Regions from separate parts of the Oncorhynchus mykiss genome. Here region 1 is linked to region 2. Evidence: chromatin contacts called from public Hi-C data. All regions are on one chromosome and are shown on one strand. The core of a region is the stretch at or near the end of the contact, and the rest is flanking DNA. Distances in the headings are between cores, read along the strand shown.

Region 1 (7,531 bases), core at 2,905-5,404, 150 kb before region 2:
GTGTGGAAAGGGAAGCTTACCTGTGATGAAAACGGGCTTTGATCAACAAGCGCAGACACTACTGTCAAACTCCATTGGTTTTAATACCCACACGCTCTATAACAATCTAATCTCTCGTTCATGTGTTTTTACTTGAAACAATTGTGTTCTGTTGACAAAATAGGATGGTCTTGGAATTCTGTCTTTTTGAAATTCTAAATTCTCCTTCTCCTCCAGCGTTGGGGGCGGCCTATGGCACGGCTAAGAGCGGCACGGGCATCGCTGCCATGTCGGTGATGCGGCCGGAGCTCATCATGAAGTCCATCATTCCTGTGGTCATGGCAGGTATCATCGCCATCTATGGGCTGGTGGTGGCGGTGCTCATCGCCAACAACATTTCAGAGAAAGTCACCCTCTACAAGTAAGAGCTCAGAAATTGCAGACGCTAGTTACCCATTCTCAAGTCTACCGCTAGGCACTGCATGTCTGAAGCGATCTGATTGGTAGTAATATGGTATTGGCTCCACTTGATAGGATTGGTGGATTTTTCACCATTGTTTTTCAGAAGTGTTAGCGATGTACTACATCTGTAAACTGATGGTCTGCAATCTCTTTGGGATGCTTTGAATGCAATTGTTTTAAATACATCTTTCTCCCTCTCTCCAACCCATCTCCATCCCTCCTCTCTTTCTACCCTCTCTTCATCTCGCTCTATCCCTCACCTCTCTCTCATGTAGGAGTTTTCTCCACCTGGGTGCTGGGCTGAGCGTGGGGCTGAGTGGGTTGGCGGCTGGTTTTGCCATCGGCATTGTGGGTGACGCAGGCGTTCGAGGCACAGCTCAGCAGCCCAGGCTCTTCGTGGGCATGATCCTCATCCTGATCTTTGCAGAGGTCCTAGGGCTCTACGGTCTTATTGTGGCTCTCATCCTCTCCACGAAATAGAGAAAGAAAAGAACAGTCCTTCTGTCCATCCATCCGTGTACGTTGAGTCAACACTGCGTCATCCATTCCATATATAAACAACTAAGAAATAAAGAACAAATTGTAGAGCATGCCTTTACGCCCGGTTCCAAATCAACTCCCTTTAGCCACTTCTTTCCTAGTGGCACTACTTGATGGTCCTTTGTAGATCTAATATGTTTGAATAAGTGTTAGCAATATGGTAATAGTAAAGCCACATATCTACCCCCTACCTATATTGCTTATTCATGCCTGTCAGATCTACGAGGGAGGTGTTATGGTCTGTGTCCCAAATGGCACCATATTCTCTACATAGTGCTCTGGTCAAAAGCAGTGCACTCAATAGGGAATAGGGTGTGATTTGGGAAACGACATGGGGTTGCTTTGGGATTGGGCGGGAAGCGAAAAGCGTCCTCTTCCTGTACAGTCGTCCTTGAGTCCAGTAGTCAACCTCTTGTAAATGTAGTGACGCGTTCGTCCTGTCAGTTTACCTCCTTCCTCCCAATTTCCTTTAATTTGTGTGTCTGCTAAATGGCTTTTATTATTATTCCTTCGTTTTTTTCTGAAGAACTCAGTTTGGACAAATCATTTTTATTTTATCTGGGGACAATTTTCACATTAAAGGACCAAACTAATACGAGGACATGGATGACTATTTTTTGGTTTGTTTTTTTCACTATTTATGAAGATTTTGAAATGTTAATAAAACTGTTTAAATGGAACAAAGTCATTATTGCGTTCCCAATGAGAGAGAGAGCTCTGTGTATAGCTAGATGAATTGCACTGTGGGTAATTGTTTGAAGTTCTTGGAGTTCCTCTGGATGCATGTATCCAGTTGTTACTATGGAGACTCTCTGTCCAGATGTGGGAGTTAACTGTGTTTGTTTATGGCAGCGGGCATGTAAAAGTGTGTGGTGCATGTGAACGTGTGTGTTTTAACTCGAATACATCATTCTCAACACTCATTCGCACCGTTGACCTGTAGTACTGGGGGTGTAATCATTACTCCAAATAAAAACTAAACGGAAACCGTTGAGTTCGTAAACAGTTTCCATTGCAAGACGTAATGAATAAACCCCAGCCGTGTGGTTGCAGATGCTCAATGTCAGGCCACGTCTAATTTCCAATTAAATCTCAACCTCCAAATCATGTATTTTCTTGCATTATTTAATGATTTTCTGTAGCAATGTTAGAATAGCTTGCTCTTTATCCATTTGCACTGAAATTGTATATTCACTTCTGTTCTAGTTCTCAACCCAGAAGCAGCACATGGTCAATTGTGTAGCAGTATCTCTGGAGCAGTTTTTTTTGTTTGGGGGGGTTCAATGGCAGTAAGTAGCACTTGGATATGGATGCTGTTGCCACTTTGCCAGCACTGCAGATGCCTGCTCAGTCACACCTGAATTCTCCCGTCAGCCTTATGTGAATAGTTCCAGCAACAAGCAAGTGGTGATGTCTATGAAATTGATCCTATATGGGCTGTAGTGTAGGAATGTTAAGCCGTGTTCATATTTATATAGCAGCACTAAATAACAGCATTCACAATCGTCACGTGCAACTTCGCAATTAGTTGGAGGGAAGAAAAATCCCACATGGCAGCAGTTGGTTTGACAAAGTATTGTTTTTCTGTTGCCGGAAAGTAGGTCATGATAGTCAGACAGTACAGTATGAACACAGAACAATGAGTCAGATATTTCACCGATGTATTAATGTGAAGCATCCAGTTGGCGTTTCCTCACTACCAAATATAATGAGGACAAAATTCTGCAAATTTTGTCATTGATGAAACATTTGATTTCCATACAGTTTTCTGTTTCTAAAACTAAAATCTGTAGCAAAACTGTGTTTTGCCAAAGTTTTGATATGTGTTTGGCGAATTGAGTTACTGCACACGCGCAGTGGGCGTTCCCTTATGGAAATAAATGCTAGAACACGCCAATAGGATTTCCGTAGCTGGTGCTTTGCTCACTTTTATTTTACTAGGCAAGTCAGTTAATAACAAATTCTTATTTTCAACGAGGGCCTAGGAACAGTGGGTTAACCGCTTTGTTCAGGGGCACAACGACAGATTTGTACCTTGTCAATTTGGGGATTCGATCTTGCAACCTTTCTGTTCCTAGTCCAACGCTCTAACCACTAGGCTACACTGCTGCCCACTCGGATTAATTTATTCCCATTGGAAACGACAGGCTCTGGTCTATCTTGGGTTAGTTATAAAAAAAAAATTGTTTGAAGTTGGGGGCAGGAACTGCTTCTCCGATAGAAATCCCGCTTCAGGCGGCGCTGGCAAACTAAAGAAATGCGTAGAAACACCTCATTTGGTCCATTCAACAACAGAGCGATACGATCCTTGTTTCAGCAGGATGTTGGAATGGATTTATTGATAATATCTGTTGGAAAAAAGTTTGGATGTTGCCACACACATACCTACTTGTTAACAAAATTAAGGAAGTTTCCTTTAAAATTATTCATAAATATTATCCTGCCAACCACTATATGAAGAAGTTGAAGGGAAACATCAACTCAAATTGCTCCTTTTGTAATGACCACCCAGAAACAGTTTTGCATATTTTTTGGCATTGTATGCATGTAAGAAAACTGTGACAAGACATCAGTAGGTTTATAATTGAACACATTTATGAAGATTTTACACTATTGTGGAGAGATGTACTGTTTGGATTATTTACATACAATAGAAATAAGCGGAAACATTTGTATGTAATTAATTTCATTATTTTTTGGGCCAAATTTCATATACACAAATGTAAATTTACAAACAGAAAACCACATTTCGTACCCTACAAAAATAAATTGAACTGTATTTTAAGACGGTTAAATGCTCTACTAACAAAAAAGCTGTTAGAATTGTAAGTATATGCATGTCCCTTAAGGTCCTTGTGTAATTGTACTGTGATATTGTACCCCCTAGCTCGATTGTCTATTGTTTGTAATCTATGTATGCTTGTGTTCCCTCATGTGCTTTATGTATTGATTTGTTGTTAATTAAAACATTTAATACATTTAAAACACCGCATCGGGTAAACGGACGTCTCGCGCCAAACTGCGCAAGTGCAAGCCTTCAAATCAAAGGCACTCCTTATTAACTATAAAGTAATTTGTGACGAAAATGAACACGTGTCAGTTTCGCACTTTCATGATGTTGGAATAATAACGTGTTGAACTACTTAAAACATTGTTAGAATCCAGGTTGTGCCTTTAGATTTTGAGAAAAGTAAAAACTAAGGAATACTTTTTGACGTATGACATTGAAGTCTAAAATCCGGCCTGGTCTGTTTGGCAAGCGTTTCCGGAAGTCTCGCGATGTTGCGCCTCGGTTTAGAAACTCTGTCATAGAGAGTGACTTAAGCTAGTTGGCCGAGTAGCATGTTAGTAAAGAAAGTACTTCGCTGCAAATGTTTCAAAAAGATATTGGCCTATATAGTCCTGTGGCATTTAACGAAGACTAAGGGTTTATTTTTAAGTGTCGGACAGGAAACGGACGGCTGGTAACGTTACAATACAGGTACATTAGCAATCGCGCTAACGCTGTCTAGCCAGCCAACTGTAACTAACTAGGTACTTGCAAGCTAGCTAACGTCAACAACAAAACATGTTGTCGGAGAAAGGTTAAACTGTAGATATGTAACTAGTTATAATGCATATTATTTCTTACATTTTTGCCATGATGTAAATGTTTAGGCCTTGACCATGTAGGCACAGCTAGCCCGTTGACGTTAGTTAAATTGAAAACGTGTTGCAGCACTGTTGGGGCTGTTCGCGAGCCCGCTAGGCCCAAAACGTACCAGACGAGATGATTGATTGTATGATCTAGTCAGTAGCCTAGCCTACATATTTGCGTCGCTTGGTCACTTAATTTAAACAGATGGATGGTTATTTTATGCACAGCAACTAGGTAAGTAAAATGTAGCTAGCTAAAATATATGCATGACAGTTGATGGCTCGGAAAAACTAGTACACACTTTTTTTTGACAGCGTATGCATATTCTTGATACCATTTGAAAGGAATATAACACATTGGGAGAATATAACAGATTAGATCTGGTAAAAGATAATACAAACGAAAAAACATGCCCCCCCCCCCCCCCCCATCTTTGAAATGCAAGAGAGAGGTCACAATGTATAATTCCAGGTTAGGCGCAATTCTGTATTTGCCAAATAACCATTGCATTTCTGTTCAAAATGTTGTATCAAGATTGCCCAAATGTGCCTAATTGCTTTATTAATACATTTTCAAGTTCATAACTGTGCACTCTCCTCAAACAATAGCATGGTATTTGTTCACTGTAATACCTACTGTAAATTGGATAGATTAGATTAACAAGAATTTAATGTTTCTGCCCGTATCGGATATGTCTATGTCCTGGGAAATGTTCTTGTTACTTAAAATGTCATGCTAATCACATTAGCTCACGCTAGCTCAACCGTCCCGAGGTGTATGGTATATGGTCAATATACCACGGCTAAGGGCTGTTCTTAAGCATGACACAATGCGGAGTGCCTGGATACAGCTGTCAGCCATGGTATATTGGCCATACACCCCAAACTGGTGTATTATTGCATTATTGCTATTATTATTGCTATTATATAAACTGGTTACCACTGTGATTAGAACAGTAAAAAGTAATGTTTTGTAATACCCGTGGTATATGGTGTGATGTAGCACAGTTTTCAGCCAATCAGCATTCAGGGCTCGAACAAGGTTTATAAATGTATATAAATCCCCTTTGCGCGTGTGCATAGCTATAGATAAATCCGACAGTAAATCTCTGAGCAAGAAATACTTGGATGAACATAAACAAAACTGTTAGGCTATTTTCTGACAATTATGTGCCAGATATTAAGACTACAAACCATTATAAATGGCCCATTTGCAAGATTGACTTGTAATTTCAATAGGCATAGGCTACAGACTAAAATCTGGGTTTATGAATGCAATTACATTTTGCCGTAGTTTGCTTAGCTTAAGGCAGGTATCCTATAGCCCCTGATAGGCCTACATCTCATTTCAGATAGTCTACAGTATCCTAGACAAGATGTAGGCAAGATATAAACTGAACGATTTAGCAGCTTGCTTAGTTCAAATGAAGACTAATTTATTAATGAAGAGTGAGGCGATTTCGCAATTAGAGGTGCTTGTTTCCCAACAGCCTGCTTGAATAGGCTGCTGAGGATGGGGTCATAATTTCAATAATATGTATATGAACTGAATATGCTTGTCAACAACAGCCAGTGTTTATAAAAAAAAAATTAAAAATGTTTTACCTGTAGACTAATCTGACAACTGTTACGTCAATCTAATGCGTTCATAATAATACAAGGCTACAACAACAAACTGTCGTAGGCTATTTATTAAATTGCTTTGCCAGGTCCAGGTAGGCTACACAAGTGACACACATTGATTTGCAATGACTCCAGTGATGTCATTTCAACATATTTATTGTATGAAATGGTATATACATTTAATAGGTTACTTGATGGCCAGCAGAGGCAAATATATAGTTCTACACATTTAGCCTATTGTCAGTTACATTGAGGACTTTTCTCCATAAGAAGAACCACTTCCATTTCAAATTTCCACTCGGGTAGCACCGGAGACCCAAGCATACATAAAGCATAAAGCATGCTTGATACCTTTTTCTTTAAGCAGTCAACATTAGATTGCAGTTTAAACCACCTCTGAGCGAATTTATGTAATGCACTCTAGTGCGCCCAAAGCCGTTTTCAAGTGCTTTTGGAACCGGTTCTATACTGGTACCTTTTTGCGTTGTGTTCTGGGGAGTTTTAGGTGGAAGGGAAGGGAAAGCTCTGGACACAATTCTGCTGGTTGTCTCTTTTACCCCCTTTTTCTCACCATTTTCGTGGTATCCAATTGTTAGTAGTTACAATCTTGTCTCATCGCTACAACTCCTGTACGGGCTCGGGAGAGACAAAGGTCGAAAGCCATGCGTCCTCCGAAACACAACTCAACCAAGTCGCACTGCTTCTTAACACAGCGCGCATCCAACCCAGAAGCCAGCCGCACCAATGTGTCAGAGGAAACACCGTGCACCTGGCGACCTGGTTAGCGTGCACTGCGCCCGGACCGCCACAGGAGTCGTTATTGCACGGTGAGACAAGGATATCTATACTAGCGCTAGCGCTGCGTCACCCGGGAGGCCCCGGTTGTCTCTCTTTTTAAATGACTGCATGGAATGGATACAAATGCAGGGCAAATGTTAATGCTGCTGTCTGAACTCATACACAAGTATATTTGCCTCTCCTCACCACGCTTTGAGCAAACTGACAACAAAAAAATGTATCGTACAAAATGTACATGTTCATATTTTCAAAAGACTCAAATTTAATTTTTATTAAAGTTGTACACCAATATACTAGTAATTTGCTAATAACAAGTATTTATTTGAATGTTCTATTATACTGCAGGCATACTAATGAGGCAACAACACCCTTCCTGACATGACCAGACAGTTAACAAAATGAACGACCGCTAACTAGGCACATCAAACATGAAATACAAAAATGTCACATTTTAACAACATACCTGCATGGAATGGCTACAAATCCAAGGCAA
Region 2 (6,966 bases), core at 4,107-6,606:
GCAAGGGCATTGAAGATGAAACATGGCTGGGTCTTTCAGCATGACAATGATCTCAAACACACCGCCCGGGCAACGAAGTAGTGGCTTCGTAAGAAGCATTTCAAGGTCCTGGAGTGGCCTAGCCAGTCTCTAGATCTCAACCCCATAGAAAATCTTTGGAGGGAGTTGAAAGTCCGTGTTGCCCAGCAACTGCCCAAAAACGTCACTGCTCTAGAGGAGATCTGCATGGAGGAATGGGCTAAAATACCATTAACAGTGTGTGAAAACCTTGAAGACTTACAGAAAATGTTTGACCTCTGTCATTGCCAACAAAGGGTATATAACAAAGTATTGAGAAACTTTTGTTATTGACCAAATACTTATTTTCCACCATAATTTGCAAATAAATTCATTAAAAATCCTACAATGTGATTTTCTGGATTTTTTTTCTCGTTTTGTCTGTCATAGTTGAAGTGTACCTATGATGAAAATTACAGGCCTCTCATCTTTTTAAGTAGGAGAACTTGCACAATTGGTGGCTGACTAAATACTTTTTTGCCCCACTGTACATACGCCACCCTATGGTCACGCACTACACATAAAGCAAATTTAGAACTCAATCAAAAACATGAAATACCGTTAAAAAAAATCGAAAAATACCATGATATTTTGGCCATGTCGCCGAGTCCTAATTCAGACCATTTGGTATGAGACTCAAAATTGAGCTCAGGTGCATCCTGTTTCCATTGATCATCTTTGAGATGTTTCTACCTTTAGTAAATTCAATTGATTGAACATAATTTGGAAAGGGACACACCTGTCTATATAAAGCCCCACAGTTGACCGTGCATGTCAGAGCAAAAACCAAGCCATGAGGTCGAAGGACGGGATTGACGGGATTGTGTCGAGGCACAGATCCGGGGAAGGGTACAAAAATTGTCTGCAGCATTGAAGGTCCCCAGGAACACAGTGTCCTCCATTCTTAAATTGAATACATTTTGAACACCCAAGACTCTTTCTAGAGCTGGCAGCCCAGCCAAACTGAGCAATCAGGGGAGAAGGGCCTTGGTCAGGGAGGTGACCAAGAACCTGATCAGGCCTTTATGGTAGAGTGGCCAAACAGAAGCCACTCCTCAGTAAAAAATAAAAAACACAACAACCCACTTGGATTTTGACAGAAGGCACCTAAAGATCTCAGACCATGAGAAACAAGATTCTCTGGTCTGTTGAATCCAAGATTGAACTCTTTGGCCTGAATGCCAAGCGTCACGTCTGGAAGAAAGGTGGAACCATCCCTACTGTGAAGCATGGTGGTGGCAGCATCATGCTGTGGGGAAGTTTTTCAGCAGCAGTGACTGAGACTAGTCAGGATCGAGGCAAAGGTGAACTGAGCAAAGTACAGAGATCCTTGATGAAAACCTGCTCCAGATCGCTCAGGACCTCAGACTGGTGTCAAGTTTCACATTCCAACAGAACAACAACCCTAAGCACATAGCCAGGGCAACGCAGGAGTGGCTTCGGGACAGGTTTCTAAATATCCTTGATAGCCAGAGCCTGGACTTGAACCTGATCGAACATCTCTGGCGAGAGCTGAAAACAGGGTGCAGCAACGCTCCCCATCCAACCTAACAGAGCTTGAGAGGATCGGCAGAGAATGGGAGAAACCCCCCCAAATACAGGTCTGCGTCATACCCGAAGAAGACTCGTTGCTGTAATCACTGCCAGAGTCACTTTAACAAAGTACTGAGTAAAGGTTCTGAATACTTATGTAAATGTGGTATTTCAGCTTTCTTATTTTTAACAAACATTTCTCAAGCACAGTTTTTTTTGCCTTTGTCATTATGGGGTATTGTGTGTAGAATGATGAGGGGGAAAAATACAATTTACCCAATTTTAGAATAAGGATGTAACGTAACAAAATGTGGAAAAAGTCTAGGGGTCTGAATACTTCCCGAAAGCACTGTACGTGGTTAAGTCTGTTTCCACTATAGGCAATTGACTGCCTAGTGATTGCAACTGATGTGAATAGTTGGAAATGAAGTTTGATTTCCAAGTGCTGCTAAATTGAATTGCACCAATTGCGCATGATACACATCATTAGTCTAGTCAATCAATTTCAAATCTTTACACTATGCGACACAGGGGCAGTATATCTTGCCTATGGTGGCAGCAGGAGTGATAGGGCTGGGCCTAAAAAACACAATTTGCATCTAATTTACTAGTGTTTCGGCAGACCTTGGCCTGCTCAAAGTTAGCCGTTGCTGTGGGAAGTTAAATTGTTCAACTCCTTGGAGGAGCTTGCGATGTGCATCAGCCTCGTTACTTTGTCCTCAAGAAGGTGTGATCTTGAATTCGTCTATACTCTGTTTTGGAGAAAGAATCCCCTCTCGGTGGTAACACTGGAAACAGGGATTATCAGCATGGTTTCCAATGGATTTACAAAAAATTCCGGACAATTTGACCGGCAACCAATTAATTTATCGGCTTGTCACTTATTTCTTTTTGCCAAAAGACAGCATTTACCGGCTAACGGAAAGCCTGGCCAGGGTGTAATCCCACACTGGACTCAACAATGAAGAGGCTGGGCTGTGGCTCTTGAGCACTCAGTTATTTCACTGCATGGAACGACAACGGCCTACTACTGATTGTTACTAGGCTAGAATAGAAGCTTCAAGTTCCTCTGCATACACATCACTGACAATCTGAAATGTTCCACCCAGACAGAGTGTGGTGAAAAAGGCACAATAGCACCACTTCAACCTCAGGAGGCTGAAGAAATGTGTCTTGTCACCCAAAACCCTAACAAACTTTTACAGATGCACAATTGAGAGCATCCTGTCGGGCTGTATCACCGCCTGGTACAGCAACTGCAACGCCCACAACCGCAAGGCTCTCCAGAGGGTGGTGCGTTCTGCCCGACGCATTACCGGGGGAAAACTACCCACCCTCCAGGACACCTACAGGACCCGATGTCACAGGAAGGGCAAAAAGATCACCAAGGATAACAACCAGCCGAGCCACTACATGTTCACCCCGCTATCATCCAGAAGGCGAGGTCAGTCTAGGTGCAACGCTGGGACCGAGAGACTGATAAAACAGCTTCCATCTCAAGGCCACCAGACTGTTAAAAAGCATTAGAGGTTACTGCCCTATCTACAAAGACTTGAAATCACTAGTCACTTTAATAATGTTTACATCAATTTGCTTTACTCATCTCATACTCTATTCTAATGTATTTTAGTCAATGCCACTGACATTGCGCGTCCTAATATTTATATATTCCTTAATTCCATTATTTTACTTTTAGGTTGTGTGTATTGTGTTTTGTTGTGAATTGTTAGATATTACTGCACTGTTGGAGCTAGAAACAAGCATTTCGCTACACCAGCAATAACATCTGCTAAACATGTGTATGTGACAAAATAAATTTGATTTGGCTGGTTGAGTCTTGTGACACTTTAGTCACCAGATAAAATAAGTGACCTGTTGCCCTTATCAAACACACGCACTGCAGCATGTCAACACAATCCAAACATGATTTGGGGAAGAAATGGTGAGTAAGTCAACACTTATCAATGGCTCATTTTTTAACCTTAAATGCTAACGTAGCACCTTAGTGGCAGTTTTCACACCACATAGACCTGAAAAGGCTCGGACAGCTCCAGAACCAGGGAGGGCAGCCATTGCCTGTCTGACTGCCCAGTCACCTTGTAGGAAGACATAGGAAGCATATTCCCTTTCCACACCGACCTGAACTTTCCTGGCTCTGATATTTTCCTTTCACAGTCCTTTCTATCATAGTTCCAACATCCTTTCATGGTTCCAGTATCTATGGTGGATGCGTAGCCTTTATTCTGTATTAAGGACTAAAAGAACACAGACTGCCACCCAATGTTTGGATGCATAACCAGGCCAGAGCAAAAAAGCTTTGATCAATTCAGCCCAGTAGTGTGAAAAGGGAATTTGTATGCCCAGTCAAGGTCCTTCTCGCTCTTACCTGGGGGGTTGGTTCGCCTGATGACACCCTGGGGCTCTGGTGGGGCGAAAAGGTTGGAGGCCATCTTGTGGGGCCGCCTCGAAGCAGCTGCTTCTCCCTCATAGCCACCGAACAGGTCGCTGGAGACACCTCCGGGGGGACGCAGGACTCTGAAAAGGAAACATCAGAATCATGTTGGTTCACGTAGTGGTTCCCAACCTTTTTTGGTTACTGTACCACCAAATTCATTTTGTTCTGCCTGGAGTATTCCTGGAGTACCCCCCCCCATGTGCTTTACCAGCAAGCCTATGGTCTCATGAGTCTTCTCAAGTACCCCCTGTGGATAGGCAACACACACTGTGGCTCCTGGTTGGGAACCACTGATGTAGAGTATATAGCCTGTAGGCCAAACTCTGCTGTCAGCATTCATCATACACAAAGGCAGGCAGTGCCTGGGATAATATGATTAGAGAATGTTCCATAATGAAAACGTGTATATAGCCAAATCTAGGAATAGAATATGCAGCATGTACAACTTCTTATATATAGACAGGCCACAAATGGCGGCTGTGGCCACATTAGCTGTTAAATGTTCTACAGTATGACTGCAGGCTACACAGGCCTACTGACCTAAATAAACTGTTTAAAAGTCACATTTAGTTGTGTAACGTTAGCTGATCACAACTCAACACAGAACACATATTTAGCCAGTTAACGTTAGCTGGCTGTTCTTGGGATGTTCGCAGGGGGGGTTAGACAACCATAGTTGACCGCGCAAAAAAAATGAAATATGCCCAATTACCCTTACTTTTAAGAAATAGGTTGTTGTAAACGGGGTGTGGGTGACTGTGTCTGTTTGGAAAATGCAATGAGCGTCATATCGCTGGCTACACCGTAAAAAAAAAAAAAAAAAAAAGAATTCCACGAGCTTCCATTTCCGCAGCGCACCCCCCCAGAAAAACCCCAAAGCCCATAGAAGCTGTTACCAAATGAAAAGTTTACTACTGACAAAACGGAATAAACATTTTACCACTAAATTGTCTTATAACTAGTTAACGTTAGTATCACCAAAGTGCCATCTAGCTAGCTAACTGCTAACTACAGGCCAATGAGCATAAGGGGTAGCTTTCAGGAACATAGCCAGCTAGTTGCTTGAATTTTGCCTGCTGCAAATAAAACCTGTGGATGCAATTTCGTGTTACCTTGAACTTGGCTTTGCGCCATTATCGAGTCCTGAAAACATGTTCGTCGAAGTCATTGTGAAGACTGTCTTCGTGAGAGAGGAAATTAATGTCGTAGCTAGCTCAATCTTTTAAAAAGTTTTGTTGCTTGGTTGCGTGTTGCCCTTCCGAAACCGGGAAAAGCCCCGCCCACTCGATAGGACGAGCCAGCAATGGGAAGAGCCTCAATGGTCAAAAGCATTATCAGTCGAAAGGTGTGACTAATTTCATTGGTTAAATTACTAAAGATAACGCCCTCTTTCCATTGTGATTTGGCTTTCCGCCTGTCTGTCATATTAGGTGCAGGCGGTTTACTCGCCCGGACTTTGGGCGGTATTTCCATAACTGGAAAATGAACTAACATTTTAACTTGAAACGGTTCCAGGTAATGTAGCAGTATTTCATGGTAGTAAAGTTAAAATAGTGGGAACTTTTGCGAGTGTAAGGTTTACTGTTCATCTTTTGTTTATTTCACTTTTGTTTTATCTCTTTCATTTGCTAAGGTAAACCTGCGTTTCCCATGCCAATAACGCCCCTTGTTTTGAATTGAGTACATTGGTGGCGCGTGTGATGTTGGTTCTAGGCGGGGAACATACCATAGAAATCGATCTAAACTAAATTAGAATTATATGTCCCATTGCTATACCCAACTTTGCAGATGAATGGGGTTCGATTAATCTCATCCGGGCGCCCGTGTCGGCGTGTTTTTGGTACTGGCTAAAAGTGGATTGCATTCGATTTGGATCCGGGCTGCCTCCAGGGCTTGAGCCAACAAGTTCCGGGCTCTGGACGGCGAGTCGGCTCAAAACAAAAATGACAATTAAACACACGTCTCAAAGTAGCTCTTTAAAACAACAAAACAAAACATTTCAGTGAGCCCATTGACATTTATGTCTGGACGATCTTCCATGGTCATCCACAGCAGAGGCAGGTGGAAGTCCACCAGGTCACATCCTGTGTCCAATCCACTATCCATGCGCACCATCCTCACCCACTAGGTCCACGTCTCTTCTGACTGAGGCCCAGATAAAGGGTTTATCAGGGGGGAAACAAATCAGAAACCAGGACACCTCTTTGCCATCCCCAGTCGTAGACTCCTTGGTAATCCTCCGAAATACACACCTGGGTGAAGCCATACAGCCACTAGTTTAGGGCGCTTGTAGCTCACTAGTTAGCTGGAATAGCCCTTGAAATAAACCATTGTGGGATTTTTTTTGTGATCCTCTGCCCTATTCAACAGTCTACAGGCCTCTGCCATCTCGTTGTTTCAAATAAAAACACAAACTAGCTACAGTAGCTAACTAGCTAAACAGCTAGCTTCTCAGTTCAGTTAGTCAAATAACTGACTTGACAGTCTTGCACTGCTGTGGATCAATATATATAAAATCAAAACTTAATTAGCTAACAAAATAAAAGTTGATTTAAAAAGAGTGAAAAAAACACCTAAAACTATTCAATTATATATCATATTTAGAGCTTTCTGCCTGGGCGACCTCCACGGCAACCCCGGATCTAGGTTTTCCAATGCGAAAGTGATTGATTTTCATAAAAACAATTAATCTGCCTTCCCAATGGAAACGAGATAGAACATTCAAACGTTTATTTTATGATTTTTTGTATTTCGACGAAGCACCATGTTGCATTGTTGTCAAAATGTTCGATTTGTGAGGGCACTCCTCCTTGCTTTCGCCCGATGACGTCACAGATTTTGGCAGGGCCAATGTAAAATGACTCCCCGCGCACCCAATAACGTATGTTGATTGAGATATCCAATTGGGTCATTTGCATCCT

The links. A called contact is a pair of places that touch in the nucleus more often than the background predicts.
Region 1: a contact with region 2 is called in a Hi-C map of blood, with 5 times the contacts expected there. The contact joins the promoter of LOC110521925 here to the promoter of LOC110521922 in region 2. A contact is called at or near these places in 2 of 3 Hi-C or Micro-C datasets (blood and liver).

What each region holds. Positions count from the first base shown.
Region 1 is chr30:45,597,719-45,605,249 of USDA_OmykA_1.1, reverse strand. It overlaps LOC110521925 (SPRY domain-containing SOCS box protein 3), which reads left to right and starts at 4,154. Exons shown (of 7, transcript XM_036968816.1): 1 at 4,154-4,462. LOC110521926 (V-type proton ATPase 16 kDa proteolipid subunit) reads left to right here. Exons shown (of 3, transcript XM_021599898.2): 2 at 217-400; 3 at 717-2,088. The coding sequence ends at 921.
Region 2 is chr30:45,445,940-45,452,905 of USDA_OmykA_1.1, reverse strand. LOC110521922 (jupiter microtubule associated homolog 2) reads right to left here and starts at 5,356. Exons shown (of 5, transcript XM_021599892.2): 1 at 5,158-5,356; 2 at 3,977-4,125. The coding sequence starts at 5,213.